Regions from separate parts of the Mus musculus genome. Here region 2 is linked to region 1. A link is a contact called in public Hi-C data. All regions are on one chromosome and are shown on one strand. The core of a region is the stretch at or near the end of the contact, and the rest is flanking DNA. Distances in the headings are between cores, read along the strand shown. Region 1 overlaps Prkn (parkin RBR E3 ubiquitin protein ligase). Region 2 overlaps Prkn (parkin RBR E3 ubiquitin protein ligase).

The links. A called contact is a pair of places that touch in the nucleus more often than the background predicts.
Region 2: a contact with region 1 is called in a Hi-C map of cerebellum, with 2.7 times the contacts expected there. The contact joins two enhancer-like sites. A contact is called at or near these places in 3 of 39 promoter capture datasets (cranial neural crest, hippocampal neurons and maxillary cranial neural crest), 7 of 484 Hi-C or Micro-C datasets (cerebellar granule neurons, cerebellum, embryonic stem cells and 3 more), 4 of 115 datasets of contacts at active chromatin or transcription factors (astrocytes, embryonic stem cells and forebrain) and 1 of 9 other capture datasets (embryonic stem cells).

Annotation. Positions count from the first base shown.
Region 1 is chr17:11,064,054-11,071,799 of GRCm38.p6, forward strand. Prkn (parkin RBR E3 ubiquitin protein ligase) reads left to right here. Exons shown (of 12, transcript NM_016694.4): 2 at 3,076-3,239. Among named protein-coding and RNA genes, the nearest start is that of Gm41526, 66 kb to the right of the region's middle. Within about 2 kb of position 3,183, at least 82 of the 459 cell types and tissues checked have an H3K27ac peak or open chromatin away from gene starts, as enhancers often do. A contact at or near this core is called in cerebellum and hippocampal neurons, where this site is marked.
Region 2 is chr17:11,975,062-11,982,807 of GRCm38.p6, forward strand. All of the region lies in intron 9 of Prkn (parkin RBR E3 ubiquitin protein ligase), which reads left to right. Gm46604 (a long non-coding RNA gene) reads right to left here. Exons shown (of 6, transcript XR_001782243.2): 2 at 1,347-1,459. Among named protein-coding and RNA genes, the nearest start is that of Gm52293, 52 kb to the right of the region's middle. Within about 2 kb of position 3,605, at least 17 of the 459 cell types and tissues checked have an H3K27ac peak or open chromatin away from gene starts, as enhancers often do. A contact at or near this core is called in cerebellum and hippocampal neurons, where this site is marked.

The sequences.
Region 1 (7,746 bases), core at 1,933-4,432:
TTCAAGTAAGGAACTGAGTTTTTAGGAAGGGTTCTTCTCTGTGGCTGTTTCTGAAATGCAATTACAGGAAATCTGGAACAGGCCCTGGAGGTAATCTATAATCCCACTGTAGACCCTCAGTAGACAAGTCAACCAGAATTGAAGGATGCTGGAAATTTATTCTAAGTTGTGAAATTAGAAAGAAGGGTGGCCAGGAATCAAGTTACTGCTTGCCTGACTCTAAAGATACCTTGCTTTCTGTGAGGGAGAACACTGGGTCTCTCTAGCTCTCCCCACCCTGTGAGGGAGAACACTGGGTCTCTCTAGCTCTCCCCACCCTGTGAGGGAGAGCACTGGGTCTCTCTAGCTCTCCCCACTCTGTGAGGGAGAACACTGGGTCTCTCTAGCTCTCCCCACTCAGGAATCATAGCTGGGCTTGAGGGGCTGTAGAAATGGAATTTGGAATATTTCCACATGACATTTGGTTGTTTACCTGACCACTTTCTTAAGATGTTCCTCTTTAGCCTACATAAGAATTACAGTTGATTGAGTACAATAGGCTTAGTTGCTCATTTTATTGTAAAATCAATTTGTTTCACGGGTTTACTATTCAAAAGTCTCTATTTGTATATAATTTTCATAATTTATGCAAAGTGAATTTAAGACTTTATAGTACAATAAACACTTAATAACACCTAAAACATGATTTGAACAGTTATACAGATTTTTGTAATTTCATTTCTGCTACTATTATTATTTCACCTTCTTCCCCTCAATTTTCTTCATAAGTCCTGCATTTATAGTAGGATTTTCATGACTTAAACCCTTGGAAAAATACATTAGAACAGATTCTCTTGGGATTTTAATGTAGTTCTATAGTACCTTTAAAATAGCTCCCACCAGCTTCCTTCAACATCACCCCCATAGCGTTGTCTTTAAAAAAAAAATCTATTCACAGTAGTAGAAAAACCAGTAAAATTTAAAATTTGATCATGTCTTTGTCCCTTGTAATCCCCTGTCCTGCAACTTACCCGATGGATTGGTTGTCTTTGAGTCTTGATCTCAGATGCTATGCATACATGACCACTGTCAATATATTTTTATTTTGCCATCTGTGTTTTCAAAGGTGTTGAATGAATCACACACACACAGAGGAGAACTGTCACACACTGCCCAGTTTTCTTAATATTTAGTATTTTTCATGAATTCCTTATCCTTCCAACCCTGACCTTTTCTAGATATTTCAAAGCTATTGGGTCTTCTGCTCCTGAATCTTTTGCATCGTTGGCTCTCTGTTTTTATTTCACTGTTTCAAAACCATTGTCCCCCATTCTCAGAACTGGGCTCCTTCCCTGGAATCACTTTTTCCCTTCTCTTTCCTCTTCTCTCCTCTCCTCTCCTCTCCTCTCCTCTCCTCTCCTCTCCTCTCCTCTCCTCTCCTCTCCTCTCCTCTCCTCCCCTCCCCTATCCTATCCTATCCTATCCTATCCTATCCTATCCTATCCTATCCAGTTTTCTCCTGTAGAGGGAATAGCACATCATGTTAGGAACTGGACTTTTCACTGCTGTTATCCATCCTTTCTATCACAAGCAAAGAACTATGTTCTTTCCTCTGAGGTCTTAGGCAGCTTTTCTAGAAATGGGATGAGCTATATATGAATTCCAATTTCATTACAAAGAAGGTACAAGAAAGTGACTGTAGTTCTCTGGGCGTCATGTGCAGCTCTACTGGATAGCAGCACACTGAGCTGCCTAGATTACTGAGGGCTCAGAAAAGACCTTACTTGCAGCATATGTAAGTGTCTGGCCATCAGTGGCACTATAATTATTATAAAGCATGAGGGAGAGAGAGAGAGAGAGAATATGAATGAGAATTGAGGCCCCTGTCCTAAAGTTGACTGGAAAGTTCCTATCTTGGTCTCAAACCATTATTTAACACTATATGTTATTTTGAAGAAATCTTTAAATTGAAAAGAAACAATATACTACAAAACTAAAAGTAGATTAATTGAGAAGATAAATGCAAGAATTTAGAAAATATTGTTTGTTTGTTTTATTTTTCTGTTTAAGACAGGGACTTGCTATGTGCAGTCTAGACCATTCTAGAACTTGCTATGTGGAGCACCCTGGCCTAGAATTCACAGAAATCCAGCTGCTGCTTTTGAGTGTTGAGAGTTAAGACATGCACCACCCCACCTGGCTCAGGAGACTAGCAAGTATCTAAGAGCCTCACCTGGAGTGGTGTTAAAAGAGTGGGTGGTTGTAAACAGCAGGCAGATGTGAGAAATGCTAGAGATGGTGTGACAAGGGGAATGAGAAGACAGTCTGGGAGATATCATGGACTCTAGCCAGATTCTAATGAAGAGAGTGATCACAACAGCAGAGGTGATGTCACTTCAAGATCTCGCTCGAAATCCACTGTCACCTGTGAGCTAAGAACACAGGGTGCAAAATCCTTACACAGAGTATGGAGGCCTTATCAAGAACCTACAACCATTTCACAGAGTCCAGAACTCTTCACAGAACCTAGATTCAAAACCTTGCCCAGAGTTCTTTCATAGGCCCCAAGCTCTCTTCAGCTGTCTACACAGTGGCTTCCATTTCCACCATTTCTTTCTGGGGCATCCACATGCTGCCTTTGAGTTTTATGCAAAGGACTCTGCGGAGGGAGTGAGCATTTGTTCAGTCTTTTGGAGCAGAATAGTCTATACACTCATGGGAATCTTGAGATTCCAATCAAGCAAGTTCTCCGCTTTACTCCCTCTGTTCCAGGAGGGCTGTGAAAGGCACAAAACTGCCGTAGTCTGCAGGTCACTGACCAGGGTCTGAGCAGGAAAACACCTAGGGAAAAACACCTAGGGGAAACTGTTTTTGGTTTTGTTTGTTTTTTTTTTTGTTGTTGTTGTTTTGTTTTGTTTTGTCTTTTTTCTAACTACTGCTCTATACTATAAATTTATGCTCTGTGATAAATGGAAGAAAATATATGCCATGCACTGGAGGGCAGGTGAGGGGCAAGCTGCTTCAGAGACATTTCACTGGCCATTAAGGGTTTGGAGTAATATTCTTTCTTCTCTCTCTGCCCCTGGTCTTGTCTAGTGTTTGTCAGGTTCAACTCCAGCTATGGCTTCCCAGTGGAGGTCGATTCTGACACCAGCATCTTGCAGCTCAAGGAAGTGGTTGCTAAGCGACAGGGGGTTCCAGCTGACCAGCTGCGTGTGATTTTTGCCGGGAAGGAGCTTCCGAATCACCTGACGGTTCAAGTGAGTCTCCCTGGGTGGGTGGTCCCTGGGATGTAGCCAGGGCCAAAGACCCTGCAGCTAATGCTGCCAATCTGACATTCACGCCTGAGATCTAATAGAATAAATAGTACCTGGGGATTCCTTGAACTTTACTCCGCACGGCTTCATTAATTCTGACCTTCTTAATTATGCATTAAAACAGTATGCAGGAAGGACTGGAGGAACAAGTGTGGGTGAGCCAAGACCGGGAGAGAGAAGCCAGGGGCGCGCGCGCTCAGTTTAGTGAATAAATGTTTACTGACTGAGGGAGCAGGAAGGCACAATTTCTGGGTCTGTTCAATTTTTACCTTCCTTATTCTATTTGAATCGTAATGAAGAAGGATTCAAATAAATCGTTCCCAAGAAGGCTGCTCAGGCCATGCCTAGTGAGGGATTTACAACCCAACTGTGACCCCTGGAGGACACTCATAGCTGCTGCCTGGACTACAGCAGACACTGGCCCAGGGCCCCCATTTGCAGAGGGCTCTGAGCCAAGGACAGGAAGCATCAAATTCACACAGCAAAAGTCCATCTTTGTATCTCGGGGGCGTAGACGGAGTTACCCCTGGCCGACGCCCCTGAAACAGAACTAACTAAACTGTGGGGATCTGCTTTCCTGCCTATTACTTCCTGGGTATCTGGCCCCTGCTGTGCTGTGGAAACCGCTTCTTTATGGCATCTTGTACATTTGGAGAGATGAGTTTTGTAGGCATCCAAGGAACTGGATAGCAATTGATGCACGGGCCCTTTGCCTAGAATGAGAGAACAGTGAGTGTTTTGGAGGGAAGTCCGGCAAATATGAACCACATTTACTCAAGTGATTAGAAGCAGGGAAAAGCGCGTCCCCTCCACTCTGTGTAGGGTGGTATTGCACCCTGGTTCACAGCAGGGTGGGGACCTGTGCTGTACTCGGAGCTTCTGACTGCCCAGGCCAGGCAGTGCGCTGACGTATTTGCTGCTTTGTGAAATGCTTTTGGAATGTGGGTATACAAAGAAACTATAGAAATGCAAATGATTCTGCTATCTCCCCCCCCCCCCCCGCCTGCCCCCTTTGGTGGCAGGAGGACTCACACCCATTGTGCACAAAGTGCTGTGCTTTGCTTTCAGGCAATTTGTTTCATAAGGGAAGTGCCTGTGCTAAGAAGTGTTTGGATTTTTTTTTTTTTTTAATTTCAGTCAACTAAAAAGCTTTTGCAGTTCCTGCCAACTTCTAAACCTAAGATTGTTTCCTTCACAAATAAATGGTTTTAAAACTGTTTCTTGAATCCAGATAGACTTTATTATGAGAGCCATTAGATTTTAAATCCCCTCACCTGTACAAAGGAGGGTACGTGTAGCAGTTGGCTGTTTTTTGTTCAGTAAGACTAACTGGCGTGAGGGACAGATAGATTTTATAACAGTTAATGTATTGGTTCAACTGTCTTACCTTGATTCGCACGTTTAGAATTCCCAGTGTTCAGAGCTTTTCAGTGGCTTGGTTAGAGGGAGTTCGTTCAGGGAGTCTGCTTCTTACCCGCTTAGGCCTCTGAACTAAAGCAACACTAGCTCAGACTGTCTGAGAGCACTACATATGCTAAAATCACTAACAAAGCCACGTGGTCCAGCCGAACGCATATAATATGCACAGGCTGTGTGTAATTATTACTGTATAACCCATTAAAGATGAGTATCGTGATGTTTCAAAAGTGAGGCTGTATATCTAATGGGAAGGCACCAGGAAAGAGCTCCCGAGTGGATCCAGATATGGATTCTTCAGATGAAAAGGAAACACACACCACGGGCTTGGGAGGCAAGCCAGGTGCTGTTCTTCCGGAAGCAGAAGCAATACTGAAGACAGGAAAAGATGGAGTTTCCTGGGGCATTTGACAAAATCTTGACAGACTTGGTCCTTCGATTTCATTCATAGACAGCAAAGGGGTGCCATAGAAAGCCATGGGAAGGGAGCTGAATGTCCAGGGGTGCTGAGAGTTTATGAAGAATGGATATGTAAGGAGATATTTAACAAACTGTTGGAACCTGGGTCTGGACCTAGGGTACAGATTTAATATTCACAGATATTTGCCCAGAGAGAAATATTTTTACAGCAACTGGAATAGATTCAATTGTGAAGGGGTGAGCACGAAGCAGTATGAGTATCTTCGTTTCCTGACAAGGGAGCAGACAACTTCAGGAAGTAGAGGCCACCCAACTGACACTTTTGAGGCTATCCTTAAAGCCTCTAAATTCTGAGAGTTAAAAAGTAAGTGAAGAGCCTTTCTGTTCTTAGGGGCTGAGGTAATCATTCAGTGACAAAGGTTGCCCTACAAACACAAGACCTGAGTTCAGATCCCCAGAGCCCTCTTTAAGTTTAACTTAGTCATACACAGTTGTTTGTAATTCAGTGCTCTTAAGGGGAGGTCAGAAGCCAGCAGGCCAGCGAGCCTAGCATACACAGCAAACAAGATACCCTGCCTCAAATTCTGTGAAGGTGGGAACTGACATGCGTGGTCATCCTTTGACTTCCACACACATGTGTTCACGCACATATACATGGTACATGTGCACACAAAGATTTTCTTTTAATTTTCTGTTATAAACAATAAAAATTTGGTGAAAGTGGAGAAAGGGTTTGTGACAGAGGACTCTGTAATGTGTTTAGCTCCACCTGTCACTGAAAGGAAGCAGACCCACCTGGAGAGTTCTCAGAGGAGAAGTGATGTCTGTCAGGCTGTGCTACATGGACTAGCCTCTGCCTTTATGAATAGCTGACTTGTATGGAGACGTAATGAGTTTGAACCAATTTTGTATCCATTAAGATTTTTTCGCTTAACATAATACCATGCTAAGTGTATACATGGTGTTCTAACAGTGTTTATATCTTCATCTACCTCTTAAATCTTTAGATTATGTCTAGTTTTTAATGTAACACATGAAAGCAAATTGATTTTTACATGCAGGATGCACATTAGTGAATTTAGCTTCTCTGTCTCACATTGTTCATTTTAAAGGTAGAAATAACTATAAGCCTAGTCTTGCAACTTTGTAAGGAAAGAAATGAGTCTGTTTATATAAAGATGCTACATGTAAGCACACTGTACCAATGTGTGCTGCTGTTGATTGTGTGGGTATTGTGTGGGTATAAGGTATGATCCTTAGATCATCTTAATGCAATCATAATCCATACATGTAAAATTAAAGTTAGAGACGAGGCAACAGTAACTGTGCAAGCATTGTACTATGCTGTATTGCATAGGTGTGTTAATTATTTGCACACTATAACAAACAGAAAAATCCCCATTTTTTGTTTCTTTGCTAAGAGTCCTGTCAGCTCTTGCAACAGAGTACTAAAAATCTGCTTGAATCACAGGTCACTCCTCTGTACTTAGCCAAACATAGCATGCTGCATGTCAAAATTCCTCAAATAACCCTCTGTTATTTATTATTAAATTTATTAAAAAAATTGTACAAAGAAAATGAATCCTAGTACAGTTATTTATATCCCAAACTGTTACAAACATTACAGTTACATTAACTGCTGAGATGAGACTTTAGTCTCTATTTGGACTTTAGAGCAGAATTAATTGCATTTTTCACTAAATGCTTTGCTGTTAATGTATCAGCAGAGGGTTAGCCAGAATATTAGTCAGGGTCCTCAAACAAAACAGAAACAATACTTAATATGTTTGTGTCCTTTGTGTCCTTTGTGTGTGTGTGTGTGTGTGCATGTGTAATTTGTATTATATACTATATATTAGACACAACACTGTACTTATTTATAGAAGTTTATTATTAGAAATTAACACTTGCCATTAAGGAGGCTGGGAAGTCCCCAGATCTGCAGGTGAAAACCTTGGAGAATCAGTAGTGCTGCTCCAAGCCAATGTGTAGGTCTCTGGGCCAAAAGCCAGAGGCACAGCTCTAGTTTAAGGCTTAGCCAAGGGAGAGCCAACAGTTCAGTTCAAGCCTGAAGGCCAGGAAGAGAGTGATGCCCTCCCTCAAAGATGGTCAAGGGGAATTCCCCTTTCTCAACCATCAGCTCTTTTGTCTTATAGCAAAGATCCTCAGCAGACAGGATAAGGACCTCTCACACTGGGAGGCAGCCTCTTTACTCAGGCCACCAACACAAACACTGACCTCATTCAGAGACACAGGTCATACCCAGAATAAGCTTTGATGTTTGTCCAGGTGCCCTAGGCTCCTCATGTTGACATAATATTAACCATCATAGCCAAAATGTGGGATACATTGTTTAAATGTGGCCCATGGGAGAAGTTATTGAATTTATATTCTCTCTGTAATGATGAATTTAACTTTCAGCACACACACAAAATAAGATAGAAATGTATATTTTACATCGTGACCTAGTCAGTATTCTATTGCTGTGAAGAGACATTATAACCACAGCAATTCTTATTAGGAAAAGCCTTTTATAATATGTAACAGAGGATGGCCTAGTCGGTCATCAATGGAAGGAGAGACCCTTGGTCCTGTGAAGTTTCTATGCCCCAAT
Region 2 (7,746 bases), core at 2,355-4,854, 910 kb after region 1:
TTACTGGGTACTATCTGTGCACCGGGTACCAGTTCTAGAACACATTTGAAATGCTTTGGGGATCAAAAGAGCCAGACACTGCTGCCCTCTGGTGTTCACAGTGGAGGAACGGCCACAGGACAGTAAGTAAGCCAGGTGGGTAATGATGGACTGCGGTCGGCAGACCATGCTGTGAAGGGTGAGAAGTGACTGTCTCAGACTTTGTTGGGCCACCGGTCAGCTGAAGTCACTCAGTCCCACTGTTCTTGTGTGGAAGTGATTGCAGAGTGGCCATGACCCAAGGAAACATGAAGGAGTTCTTCTGGTCCCCTAAGTACCGCCATGTGACCTCGGTGGAGGAGAACACTGAGAGGGAAAAGGAAGGGTTCCCAGCAGGAAATCTGTGAGCATGTGCAAGAGCAGCTGGAGCACAGCTGGACACAGCTGGTCAAGGCCAGGACTTGCCAGTGTGCCTGCAGAGCTCCAGGACCTCCCTAGCTAAGGGTTGGTAGGGTCAAGCCCTGGCCATGGCTGAGTGCACAGAACACAGATGACAAGGGACAGGGGCACAGAGGCTGGCGAAGGTTCTCACTGAGTGCTCTGGAGCTGCAGGAGAGAGCGCCAGCACAGAGGAGACACTCGGAAAGCCCTATTCTGACTGCTCTGGGGTGAAGGTGTTTGTGCCCCTTCTTGTCCCATAGTTAGACCACCAAGGCCGCCTAAGGAAGGCCTTCTAACCTTAGGTCAGAAGAAACAGATTTCCCACTAATTTCCCACGTGTGCACACTACACTGCCGACTAAAGACCTCCCCACGCTGCCCTCTGTATCCTGCTCTGCAGAAATCGGCCTCACCTGGGGAGGGGTAATTTGTCTTTTATGCCTGTTGAGTCTTGAGCTTCATCAAGTGAAAAATGGTTTTTTTCCATTAAAAATACACAGAGAAGGGGAAACCAAGAAGACATTTAAAAAAAAAAAAATATATATATATATATATATATATATATATATATATATATATATCAAGCTCATCGGCACACTGTAAAGTGGCCATGAAATACCGAAAACGCCGCTGAACAGAAGGCTCGCATTACCTGCCTTTTTCTGCTTCTTAAAAGAAAAAAGTCTCAGCCAAAAGTCTGGAAGTTGGTATACATTTTTCCATAGCTAGTCTCCTCAATGAGGTTTCAGCATTCAGAACTCTGGTCCGGGGAAGAGAAGGGAGAACACTGTCGTAGTAACTCTCAGGGGAAGCGGATGGCTGTCAGGGACCATCCAGACAGCCCCCAGGCTTCTGCTATCTAAGCAGAGCCTGGAAGGCCAGGACCACCCATAGAGTTCCACCACCTGACAGTGACGGAACACTCACCAGCTCAGGCCTGAGAAAACAGTCTTCAGGCAGAGGATGTGGTGCTGCAAAGCCTGGGACCTTAGGAGCTGCCTCAGTCGTCCAGAACATGTTGCTTTGTGTCTCCTCTTCCACTGTGATCAGAGGAGGAATGAACCAGGATCAGTATATGCCCCTGGGAGTCCCTTGCAGCAAAGAGGGAGGATGTGCACATTAAATTATGTGACGTTCCGGATCCTCTCACACCAGGAAAGGGGATGGCAATAACTCTCTCCTCCTGGCCTCCCGTCTCAGGCCCCATCCCCTCACTAAGTCCTGTCTCCTCCACTGCTTCATCTCCTGCGTGCAGACTCTTCTAAAGACAACAGGAGCAGAGGGCCGCAGGGGGGCCACCCCATCTGCCTTCACATTGTAGATACTTCTTCCCCACCCATCTCAGGACAGGTTCCCCTTTTAAAAAGAAATTAATTCACCCAGAGCTGGGGCAGTCTCGTATATCAATTGTCTGGCACCATCCTGGTATCCATGAATGACCACACAGCTTCTCTCTCAGCTTGACTGACCAGGGAATAATGGAACCAGGAAGTCCCTGGCCTTTTCTGGCTGGCCAGGCTACAGGTAGCCTTGAGACCCTCCCAGTTGTTCCTTTCCCAGTCTGTTGTCATCTGAGACAACCCTAATACCACCCCCAGCTACTCGTCCTCCTGCCTGCCCTGAACCCCTCTTCTCCCTCAGGTCTTACTGCAGCACCCCACTCTGGCTTCTATCCCCCAAAACAAGGTGCCTGGGCCTTCGTGATGCCTCCACTAGCTTTAGTTGATGAACCGATTGCTTGCTAAACCCTTCTCTACCCTGTTGCACATGTATATGTCAAGCTTAAATCACTTGATGAAATGTAGACAGGAGACATGGGGGCAGAAGATCAGCAGTCGAATAGAATTTTTAAGTGATGGGACCTTCCATACTATGCCTCAGAGGCTCCTGTCCAAAAATTAAATAATTCCCATAAATAAATCAGAAAGGTACTTCTGACCTCATATACAGGCTCTCTGCCCACTGGTGTTGTATAAGGACTGGGAAAGGTTCTTGTAGCTCCCAAAGAAGTCACAACTTGGGGCTAGAGAGATGGCTTGGTGGGTTAAGAGAGCTGACTGCACTTCCAGAGGACCTGGGTTCAATTTCTAGCACCCACCGGGCAGCTCACAGCCACGTGTCACTCCAGTTCTAGGGATCTGGTGCCCTCCTGCAGCCTCCACAGGCACCAGGCACTCCTGTGGGACACAGACATGTATACAGGCAAAAGATCCATACAGGTAAAATAAATAAAAATAAATAAAAAGAGTCAAACAGCCAGGATTCCACTCCGCTCCTGAGGTACCCTAGGATACACATTGAGAAGCCAGGGGAGAACTGTCTGTCCGTCTGTCTGCTCCCCAGTCTCCCACTAAAGCCAGAGACAGGCATAGTTGAGACTTCATAAGCATACATGGAGTAAAGGGGCATATGAGACGCCCTATTGATCTACTCAGCTCTGTTATCACCATGGTACCCAGATTCTCTGAAGGAGGGGGTCTCACCAGAGAAAATAAATCTTATCTCACAATGAGACCAGAATTTACAGTTGTCCTGGGAAAGCCACCTGGTTTGTATTGTTGCTTCAGCATCTATTGCCCTGCATGATAAAGTAAGATAGGGGAGTCAGCACTGGCCTGTACCCATGACCAAAACAGTGTCAGGATGGGCCTCTGCTTTCTGCCTTCCTCACCCCAATACACACCTTCCTGTCATTCTGAGTGGGTGGTAAGCCCGCATTGTTTGTTTTAGGAGCTTTCAAATCCTTCTGAGGATTAAACATTCTCTCTGTGCTTGAGACGGCTGCCAGTGGTGCCCGTCCTTACCCCTCCCCATCAGCACCGGATCCTCTCCACTGATTTCTTTCCCCACCTTCTGTACAGTGCCCCCACCCCCATCTGCTTCCTCATAATGCTCCGTATGGCCCACATTTGAGAGCCAGGAGCGAGGCAGCCAGGAGCTGGCAGTGCCGGCTGGAGGGCTCAAACAGCTGCAGCCCACTTGCAATTGATCTAGGAGACCCTAATCTTCGCAGAACGCTGAGCACAGCTTCTCGCAGTGTGACTTCTCTTACCAGACTGAGAAATGACCAGAGGGTGGTAGGTGAGGGCAGGGCTTAAATTGCAGCCGCACTAGCTGCAGCTCCCACACATAGGCCGGAAGAGGACACAGCTGCTGTCTCTTCTGGAACAAGACCACCAGCTGAGGCCCACTCCTACCACCCCCAACTCAACGCCATCCGTCTGGTTGCCACACGCTGCTTATCTGCGCATGCCAGGTGCCAGCATCTTCGAGATCCTTCCCTCCAAGGGCAGCAGACACTGGTGTGCCAAGCCGCAGACCCAGCAGGGCCATAGCACGCCCAGAGCCTGCACCTAAGATCTTCCCCATCCTGGCTCAGGAAAGAGAAAAAGGCATGAATGCCCAACTTAACTCTCTTATTTGTAACACACATAAGACAGAATTTCATCTCCCCATGGCAAATGCTCACAAAATAGGTTTGTTTGGTTGTTTTTGGTTTTGGGGGGGGGGGTGGTTGGGGTTTTTTTTTGTGTGTGTGTGTTTTTTTTTTCAGTTCTGCTTCTCAGCTGAGAGGCAGATGTGGTAAACTTTATGAGAACGGGTCTGCTGCTTAGATTCATATAGACACGTAGCAGTTCTATCAATCAGAGGCTGCTGGGAAAATCTTAGTAGTGGAGGTAAGGCTCCTGTCACCATACCTGGTACAGGAAGTGGGGCATCATGGTAACCAGACTGCAAAGAACTAGGCTGGCCTCATGTGGTTTCAGATGGGGATTTGAATTGATATGTGCAAGTGTGCATGCAATCATGTATACATGCATGTAGATGTGTGCACAGAACAGTGTTGGGCCCCATTGCTGGGTGCTGTGTACCTTGTTTTTATGAGACAGGAGCTTTCCTTGGCTTAGCATCTCCAATAGGCAAGGCTCGCTGGCCAGCAAGCACCAAAACTCTACCTGTCTCTGTCTCCTCCGTACTGGGATTAAAAGCACAGTGGCCTTTGTGTGTGTGTGTGTGTGTGTGTGTGTGTGTGTGTGTGTGTGTGTTGTGTGTGTGTGTGTGTGTTCAGTGATTGAACTTATTGACAAGGACTTTATAGACTCACCCACCTCCATAATCAGTGCTTTAAATGCGTCTTCTATCAGTGGTCATATATTGCAAAGCAACGTATTAAGGGCTTGCTCTCACTATGAAAGTGTCAGACATATGTGACTCCATCACATCTTCTGGTAGCTTAAAAATATCCAGCAGGAGCACCGATCCACTTTGAGCTCGTTGTGCCCCCCAGGGCAAAAGTCACTCATCGGTGCCCTTGGAAAGGGCTACACCAGGACTGGGTCCCTCCCCGCTGGCATTTATCTCTGTGCTGTAGTGTCAGCATACTACATATGTGTGTGTCATTTGGTAATTTAAACTTGAAGATCCTACTCTGAGAACCATATGGCTATTATATGCTGGCACAGAAGAGAGCACTTCAGAACCAGTCTCAAATCGTCTGTCCAAAATGCTCACACTACTAAAGAGTCTTTCCAACTACAGTATTTGAAAGAGAGGCTTCCTCCGACCCGCATCTATGAAACGTGTGTGCATGGTACCTGATTCTTAGGGTCAAATGTAAATGAGCAAAGGCTATCCCATTCTGGGTAAGATTCCTTTAGCCATTTGCTAGTATTTTATTTGTTTATTTCTCATACATTCATTCATGCATTCATTTTGACACAGAGTACTATGTCTAGACACAGGCTAGTCTAGAACTTTCTATATAGCCAAAAATGATCTCAAACTTCTGATTCTCTTCCCCCTCCCCCCAAATCCTGGGATTACAGACATATTCGACAATGCTTGATTGATCCACTGCTGGGGATCAAACCTATGGAAGGCTTTCCCTTGCTATCCAAGCACTCTACTGACTGAGTCACAGCCCCAGCCCCTAACATTTTATTTCATAAAGCAATGGAAAGAGCTTTTATTGTACACAGCAGCTCCAAGTCTGTCTTTAACATCTGTATATGATTTCAAGCGATGCTACATAGTTACAAAGTGTATCCTGTAGACATTTGCACCAAGCATTCCAGCTGCCCCTATCTCCTTCCTTCCTCCTTCCTCATGTGTATTCTCTGTGCTTTGTACTCTGTGTACAGGGCACAGGGTCACTGACCTGAAGCTCACATACATGTGGCCAGCTGCCCTCAGCCATCCTGGGCCTGAGAACCAGCCAAAGGATTCATCTGTAATACCTTCATCAAAAGGAAAGTGCAGGAGGTTTTATTATTACAAAGGCAACTGTGCTCATCAAGCAGTGTCAAAAAGTGTAGAGAAATGAAAAGTGAAACAGAGACACCGACCTACTTTTGACATTGCTCTAAGAGCATGCTGGACATTTTACATCTGCATATGCTCGAGCGCACAAGTGCACAAGGGCACACACGCACGCACGCACGCACGCACGCACGTGTGTACACACACTACTTTTCATAGGATGGACTTTGTACTATATGGGTTTTAACCACCCTCTTCCCTGCCACCCACTTGATAATATCACATACAAGTTTACATTTCTCTAAGGCTGTGATTAATAGCAGTCCATAATGAGGATGTGCCATAATTTGCTGAAGTAATTCATCTTGCAGAATGGTGGTCATTATCCTATGGCCTAATTTTTACATTTCTGATTTTATTTTTCACTGGGAAGAAAAATGAGCCTTTCCCTTTTCTTGTCAAGCTGTTATTAAAAAGTCCCTTTTATAATAACATTATCTTAGAATGAAGCAACCCCCATCCCATCTCATGGCCTCTCAGACAGCAAGCAATCGCAGAACAGTGTGGTACGGCCCCTTCCTGGGCCCCACGTTCCTCATTTATTGCAAGTTCCATTTCTTGCCCATACATATCCATAGTTACGAACCACTAACAACTACCATTGGCGTAATTCTTAGAAAAGTACTTTCCTTTTAAGCCCCATTTTCATTACTTCATATTTATATTTTAAGTCTTGAGTAAATAAAGTAATAAAGGACTGCAGGCCACACGACGCCTAAAAGCCATAGAGAACCTGGAAGGCAGTGGCCAGCACGTCAACAGTGCCAGCCACCTTTCCAAGCCCTAAGCGTCAGATTCAGCCTCCTGTCCTCACCAGAAGTGAAAAAGGCAAGTTAATAATGAGAGTTTGAAAATGGGTATTTGCTCAATGCAGACACGATGGAAAGACGGGTAGAGAGGTTCAGTGACATCCCTTAGTCCGTGTTCCAGTGCTGACGTGAGATCTGGGTTTAAATGGAAGCCTAATGGTATTATTTGCCATCCTTGTCAATATACGACCCCACCCAGCTCAGTTGCAGTCTCTTACAGGGTAACCTGACACATTGCCAGAGCTCCGTGGAGCCTATCTGAGTGACAGACAGCCCCACCAGCTGGTAGCCACACCTCCGCCTATGTGATTGTTTCTTGAGCTTCCTTGCCTCCGCAATCTGACAGACAGAGGGGACATATGTGTCCCTAAGGAATTCCTCCTTCTCACCTGGGTGGCTGCTCCCAGGGACGGTATGATCTATTGATGTCAAAATTCACTGTCTGGAAAGAATCACAGACTTGCAGATTCCAGACCGCTTGACTGATGTGTAATCAAGCAACCAAACACGCCTTGCCAGAGTAGAGCAGAGACTACTGGATGAAGGGAGTTAGGACAGGTCTTAACCGCCCTGCACGGCCTTGGGCCTACGTTTCCTTTGGGCTAGTGCTGATTAATGGAGAGCTTTTCGGTGGTGTGTCAGGTAATGTCCAGCCCTGTTCAAAAGAACAAGAGTCCCTCCCAAGGCATGTGACCCCAGCAATGGGAAAGGTTCAACTTGCTGAGCTGACTCCTCTCTTCAAGAGATCTTGGAAGTCTTACATTTTTGATGGTTTGGAGTGAAATATTTGACACACGCTAATAGAGGCATGCTGCACGGGCTACAAGCCACTGGCTCATTATGATCCACCGGTCTCTACAGAGGAATAGCAAAAGTAAGAGGACATGAGGGCTATCCCAGGCACTCACTTCCTCCACTATTAGTAGGTAGGTTCCCAGGGCTGAGGTCATATAAGATATGTTTTTGTCATCATCATCATCACCTCCATCACCATCACTACCGCCACAACCATCATCATCATGTCTTGTTTTTCGAGACAGGGTTTTTCTATAAAGCCCTAGCTGAACTGTCTGTGAACTCCCTCTGTAGACCAGACTAACAAACTCAGAGATCCACCTGTCTTTAGCCTCCCTGGGATTAAAGGCATGTGCCTGACTAAGACAAAATACACATATTTTTTTCAGAATTAAAGAGACCCA